Regions from separate parts of the Sus scrofa genome. Here region 1 is linked to region 2. The links are chromatin contacts, called in public HiChIP or PLAC-seq maps. All regions are on one chromosome and are shown on one strand. The core of a region is the stretch at or near the end of the contact, and the rest is flanking DNA. Distances in the headings are between cores, read along the strand shown. Region 1 overlaps RAP1GAP2 (rap1 GTPase-activating protein 2). Region 2 overlaps RAP1GAP2 (rap1 GTPase-activating protein 2).

The links. HiChIP or PLAC-seq counts read pairs in DNA pulled down with a chosen protein or histone mark.
Region 1: a contact with region 2 is called in an H3K27ac HiChIP or PLAC-seq map of alveolar macrophages. The contact joins two enhancer-like sites. A contact is called at or near these places in 1 of 47 Hi-C or Micro-C datasets (blood) and 1 of 2 datasets of contacts at active chromatin or transcription factors (alveolar macrophages).

Annotation. Positions count from the first base shown.
Region 1 is chr12:48,989,182-48,992,277 of Sscrofa11.1, reverse strand. The region is part of intron 15 of RAP1GAP2 (rap1 GTPase-activating protein 2); the gene reads right to left. Among named protein-coding and RNA genes, the nearest start is that of RAP1GAP2, 180 kb to the right of the region's middle. Within about 2 kb of position 1,802, at least 18 of the 83 cell types and tissues checked have an H3K27ac peak or open chromatin away from gene starts, as enhancers often do. A contact at or near this core is called in alveolar macrophages, where this site is marked.
Region 2 is chr12:48,832,017-48,835,420 of Sscrofa11.1, reverse strand. The region is part of intron 2 of RAP1GAP2 (rap1 GTPase-activating protein 2); the gene reads right to left. Among named protein-coding and RNA genes, the nearest start is that of RAP1GAP2, 27 kb to the right of the region's middle. Within about 2 kb of position 1,965, at least 5 of the 83 cell types and tissues checked have an H3K27ac peak or open chromatin away from gene starts, as enhancers often do. A contact at or near this core is called in alveolar macrophages, where this site is marked.

The DNA.
Region 1 (3,096 bases), core at 553-3,052, 160 kb before region 2:
GAGGAGAGCGGGAGGGGGGCTGGTCAATATGACTTTCTCTCCCCAAGCACAAGGCTGTCTGCATGGCCCACACTGCAGTGCCCAGAGTCAGGAAAGGATGTGTGTTTGGCTGATTCCAGCTGCCAAATAGTTCCCCTCGGCCACCCACTGTGCACCCATGGCACACGTCAAGAATTCCACCCAAAGAGCCAAAATTGGGGCCAGGGTAGTGGAAGGGGGAAGGCTGCTGAGAGGCTGCTGATGGGGACAAGGCCAGAGGCCAGGCCTGGCTCTGCCCTCTTCCCACCTGACGCCCCCTCCTTCTCAGGCTTGCATTAGAGTGGTCTGTGCTGACTGGGTAAGTAGCTCCAGATATGCTCTTTTTTTTTTTTTTTTTTTTTTTTTTTTTTTGGCTTTTTAGGACTGCGCGCATGGCATATGGAGGTTCCCAGGCTAGGGGTTGAATTGGAGCTATAGCCGCCGGCCTACACCACAGCCACAGCCACGCCAGATCTGAATTGCGTCTGTGACCTACACCAAAGCTCATGGCAACACCAGATCCTTAACCCACTGAGTGAGGCCAGGGATCGAGCTTTCATCCTCATGGATGCTAGTCAGATCTGTTTCTGAGCCAGGACGGGAACTCCCAGATAGGCTCTTAAATGCACCCAAATCTCCCAGCAGACAGGCCCCATGAGCCCCCTGAAGCAGCCAATTCAGAAAGGCAGGGGACAGTATCCTTCGTCTGATGGCCATTCTCTATCCCCATGTGCTCCTGCTCCTGACCGCTTCTGAAAAAATACCCCGGCTTTTGTGGTTTCCTCCTCTTGGGGAGAACTGGGGTGCTGGGCTGAAAGCAGAAGCTGCCTGAACACAACCCCACCTTCCTCTTTTCTAAATCCAGCCAGGGCCTCCCAGAAGCGGCTGGGGCAGGGCTCAGAAGGAGAGAGACTGCAGGTGACTCTGGGGAAGAGACTCTTGGAGACTGGAAAGCAGAAGGAGGCGTGGGTGTGTGAGTAATAAGGATGCGCCCGGGATGCGGGAAGCCTCCGACGACTCCAGATGTGATAAGATCCCCAGGTCTGTCCAAGCCTCGCCTGGAAGCCTTAGAGGACCCCTCGATTGCTCACACGACAGAGCAGCTGTGGGGAAAGTGGCTCCACAGAGGGTAGCCCGGCCCCTGGGCAGCTTCAAGCAAGATCCCCGACGTCCTTGGAGGGCTTAAGGCACTGGGGCAATGTAAGCTCAGACAGGGTTGCGGGGACTCAGCTGGAATTTCCTTCAAGGCTAGCAGGACGGGGACGAAATTCCCGTCTGCACACTCATCCAGGGTGCTGGTTCGTGCACACCCAAGCTTGTGGGTCCATGTTCCTACCAGCTCCGACGGCTGGGTGATGAGACCACAGCTAGACCTGGACGGAACTCTGGCACCACTGTTTCCAGACTGTGGCCTTGGGCCTTAAGAAGCATAAGCTGTCAGTCTCAGTTTGCTCCCCCATAAAAAGGGCCCACAGGAGGCCTGCCTGGCCGGAGGCTTGTGAGAATTCGAGAAGGCTGCTTTTAAGGGCCTGGCAAGGTGCACAGCACAGAGCAAGTACCCGGTGAGGGGTAACCGTGGTCCCTCGGTGCCCTTTCACTTTCCCTATTGACTTGCACCTAATAAAGACGCCTGAAATACTACAGAGCTCCCCAAACCACTTCCTAATCCACCACACACACACCCCTCTTTCTCAACTCCCCTTCCTTCCCCTCCACACGTGTCAGGGCTAGAGGAAGCTCAGAGGCTGCCTGCTCCAACTTCCTCATTTCACACAGATGGAAACAGAGGCCCAGAGAGGGAAGGAACTGGCCCGAGGTCACACAGCAGTCAGAGGCAGAGCCAGGATTCTAGAGCTTCTCAGTTGGCTCCTTTCTGCACATCCCCGCCCCGGGCCTCCCGCCCCCGACTTCCTCTTCTTTCCTGTTGTTCACTCTTCCCAGTGGGGGCCTCCTGGGTCATTGCTCAGCCCCGAGGGAAACCTCACCCTCCTTTGCCTTAGCCGCTAAGCCTGCAGGGGTCAGCTAAGGTCTCACGTCGCCAGGACTCCCTGGGGGATCTAACCAGGTCCCATCACTGGGGTGCTGTAGAGGGCATGCATTGACAGAGCCTCTGAAGGCTGATCTCCCTCCCTGCCCTCTGTGCCCCCACCTGGCCCCCACTCCCAGGTCTCACCTTCCAGCTTCAAGGTTTTGCCTGGCAGGTGGAGCCCAAGGCCCCACATCCAGGCACAGCCCCACTCTCCTCCCTGGGAGCTGTGCTTCTCACCACCTCTCTGAGGACAGTGCCTTTCCCTGGACCAGAGACTCCGGCTGGGGAGACTCAGTAAAGACTTCCAGCCTCAGCACCGGAGGTGGGATGGGGCTTTGGGGGATCCTTAATTTTCCTCTTTCCTATTTTCCTCCTCTGCTAAAGCCCTAGGAAAGTGGAGAGCCGGTTAGCAGAACTCCATTTTCTACGAGGAAACCAAAAGCAACACTAAATGGCCACAAGAGGCCTCCTCCTGCCAGCAGAGGCCCAGCAGACAAGCCACACAGCCGTACATGACTGCCTGGCAGGGCCTGGCAGCCCTCGTATCACACAGCTTTACTCTGCAGATCCTTCTCCACAACCTTCTGCCTCCACCGGCTGTGAAAAGAGTTGGTGGAGGGGCTGACCTGTACTCACAGCCTCTCCTGTCCCTTCCCTGAAGCTGCTTCTATGTCCCTTCCCCCTGCCCACACAGCAGGCACTGAATGAGTACACCTGCTGCCACCAACAAATGAATCAAGCAGCTGTTTGACGTGAATGCCCATGTCGGCCAAAGCCTTCAAGGAAATATCCAAATCAAGATGTCTTCAGGAGTTCCCGTCGTGGTGCAGTGGTTAACGAACCTGACTAGGAACCATGAGGTTGCGGGTTCGGTCCCTGCCCTTGCTCAGTGGGTTAACGATCCGGCGTTGCCGTGAGCTGTGGTGTAGCTCACAGATGTGGCTCAGATCCTGCATTGCTGTGGCTCTGGCATAGGCCAGTGGCTACAGCTCCAATTCGACCCCTAGCCTGGGAACCTCCATATGCCGCGGGAGCGGCCCAAGAAATGG
Region 2 (3,404 bases), core at 716-3,215:
AGGAGACCCACGTGCACCAACAGGACTCATTCCCAGAATGCTTCCCCCACCCCTGGGGTTGCTGAACCACAGGATGGAAGCCTGGGGCTGCAGAGAGCAGAGGGAAGCAGGAGAGAGAAATGACAGAGACGGGGAACATGAGAAAGATCAGGTTCCCTGCAACATCATCGGAGCCAGATCAACCTCTAGGTACGTAAGAGCCGGTAAGAGATCCCTTATTCCTGGAGTTCCCATCGTGGCTCAGCAGTAACGAACCCGACTAGGGCACATGAGGATGCAGGTTCAATCCCTGGCTTCACTCAGTGGGTTAAGGATCCAGTGTTGCTGTGAGCTGTGGTGTAGGTCGTATACATGGCTCAGATCCTGTGTCGCTGAGGCAGTGGTGTAGGCCAGCAGCTACAGCTCCGATTCACCTCTAGCCTAGGAACTTCCATATGCTGTGGGTGCAGCCCTAAGAAGACAAAAAAAAAAAAAAAATCCCTTTATTCCTAAAGCCAACAGAAGTTGGATTTCTCTCACTCTCCACTGAGAAGGTCCCAATTAAGACAAAGAGCTTGGGAGTTCCCTGTTGGTCTAGTGGTTAAGGATCCAGCATTGCACTGCAGCAGCTTGGGTCACTGCTTGGTGTGGGTTCAATCCCTGGTCCAGAAACTTCCACACGCCACAGGCATGGCCACAAAACTTAAAAAAAATAAAAAGATAAAAAGATAAAGAGCTTGATGAGTGAAAGAGGAAAGGTGAAAACAGCCCTCGACCACTGGGCCTGCTCCCTCGCAGAAGTGACACCTTCTCAGGGGCAGAAAGCGCCAGGGTAAGCCAGACGCAGCTCATGGCCTTGGCCGGGCCATCACGTGGGTTCCTAATAACAAAATTCCTTTTGCAAAGCACTTACTTTTGTATCAGTTAGAGGGAGTTCCCCGGAAGCCCATAGTTGGAGCCTAACCTCCGACCTGCTTCTGTGTGGGGAAGGAGAGGGGGTTTCGGTCACAGCCAGCTTGGGCGCTTCTGACCTCCCATCTTCTCTGCTCTCATCTGTACACACGGGGACCGTGTGTGCGTGAGTCATCCTCGGCGTATTCTAGGGAGACACAGCTGGGAGGTGCTCTCACGCAGGCCCTCACAGTCTGCAGAGACGCCCAGGTAAACATCTAGGTAGGAGGCCCCCTGGGCCAAGGGTTCGCAGGCCCAGGCCCCAGCATCTGAAGGTCAGACGGGTGGCCCAAGGACCAGGCAGGGAGGAGCATGTCAAGACCAGGCTGGATTCTCCCACCTGGGGTTCTGGCCACTTCCACAGCAGCCACAAAAGACACAGGGTCCTGGGATTCAAACACCGGGCCAAAGAGCAGCAATGGCCTGGCGGCATCACCAGGGAGGGGCACAGAACTCACAGTATCCTGGGACTTCCTTGAACTTGGGGAAAGATCCATGCCCTCCTTGCCCCCCAGAGTGAGGGGCCAGGAGAGGAAGAAGGGAAGTTCCCAGATGGCTTTTCATTTTACCCCGTAAGCTCTGGAGGGAGGTAAGAGCCATTCCAGAGCCACATCCACTCTCCTATCCTCAGGGCTCAGGCTCCAAGCTTTAGAGCTGTGTGACCTCCAGCAACTCACCTAACCTCTCCAGGCTTCAGTTTCCTCCTCCGTAATAGGAGGGGGCCGCCACCAACTTTGCAAGATTATCGATGAATGTAAAACAGCACAGGGCCTCCACATCGTTACTGGAGCTGTTGTAGTTGTTACCTAGAATGATTCCGCCCCCTCCCTCCGTCCTGCTCAGCCTCCCGTCACCCTTGCTCTGACCCCTCGGTTCTTCTTCTGGGTGGTGGTGGGCAGCAAAGGGCCCATGGCGCTCTGGGAAGGACTGTGAGTCAAGAGAAAAAAAGAGAAGCATTCTGTGTGCCAGGCCCAGCCCCCTGCCCCAACAAGAGCAGCCCGGCTTCCTCCCAGACGTGGGCTGACTCAGCTCGCTGGCACTCAGGGTGGAAATGAGGACAAATTACAGGGACAGGGGGACCTGGATCTGGGAGCTGACTACGGGCCAGCGCTGACCTTTCCATCTCACAGCCGCCCCTGAGACGGCACAACGTTAGGCCCATTTTACAGATGGGGTCATGGGGGGCACAGAGAGGTTAAGGAACATGACGAAATTTATCCAGCCTGATGGTGGCAGAGCTCGCTCTACCTCCGGAGCCCAAGTTCCCAGTCGTCGTGCTGCACAATGATCTGTAGCATCAGATCAAACCTGCCCCCAGGACTCTGGAACCTACCGAAATGCTAAGCTGATTCAAGGCACATTTTACAGATAGGGAAACTAAGGCCCTGAAAGCAAAGCCCAGCTCAGCAGCCAGGAAAGAGCAATGACAAAGCAGGAAAGAGCAGCTGCCCAAGTCCTCCCAACACGTGGCCAGATGGGCTCCTTCTCTCCTGAGGTTGCTCCTCGCCCTTCCACAGAGGAAGGGCCCACTTTGGGTCACCCCGTCACAAGGCCCTGACTTCCCTGGTGGAGGCCTGTGGGTGTTTCTGGCCCAGCTGAGGGGGTAAGACCCAGCCAGAGCCCCAACCTGGGACAGAGCGCTCCAGGGAACCCAATCAGTTCTTTGGGCTCTAGAGGAACGTGGAGCCGAGAAAGCTGCTTGGGATCAGGGGAGGAGAGGCAGCCCAGGCCCCTGCCAGCACCCCTCCATCGTGTCTGCAGACCCTTGGGGGTAGCAGGGAGGGAACAGTCAGTGTGGTTTCCTCAACTTGGGCAGCTCTGTCCTCATAGCCGCCAATGGGAGCTGAAAGACAAGACAAGCTCCTTCCCCAGGCGTGGGGAGGAGGCAGTTACAGGAAACTCAGGAAACAGATGCTGAGAGACTCGGGCGCTAGATCATTCAGCCTAGGTCCTCCCCCAGTCCAGACTGCGTGAACTGGCATCAGTACCCACCCCATAGGGTTCAGCTCTCCTCCCAGTTCCACCACTGGATCACCTGGAGTGGGTCACCTGTCTTTGGAGGCTTCCATTGACCTTGCCTCAATGGGGAGGCTAGATTGGCCTCTGCTTCCTTTATGACCCGTGGAGGACAAAGCACAGGGGCAGAGAAGGACACTAGGATCTCCGGGAAAACAGGGCGCCGTGGCATTCACAACCAGCGGACCCACCTCAGTTGGGAACCCACACCTTGGGATGGAGCTAAAATGACATCTAACATCCGCATCTTGATTTACAGAGTCCTCATCACTTCCCCCTCACACTGTCTCAAGGGCCAGACTGAATTTCCCATTGCACAAGTGCTGAAAAGCAAGACGATGACCCAAAAAATTGCAAGAGAAGTGCTTATGAAAACGGTTCCAAGAGCAGGACCCCAACATGCAATGATTGCACAATTTACTCTGATTTGTTCAGCAACGCCAGTCTACCAAGAGACC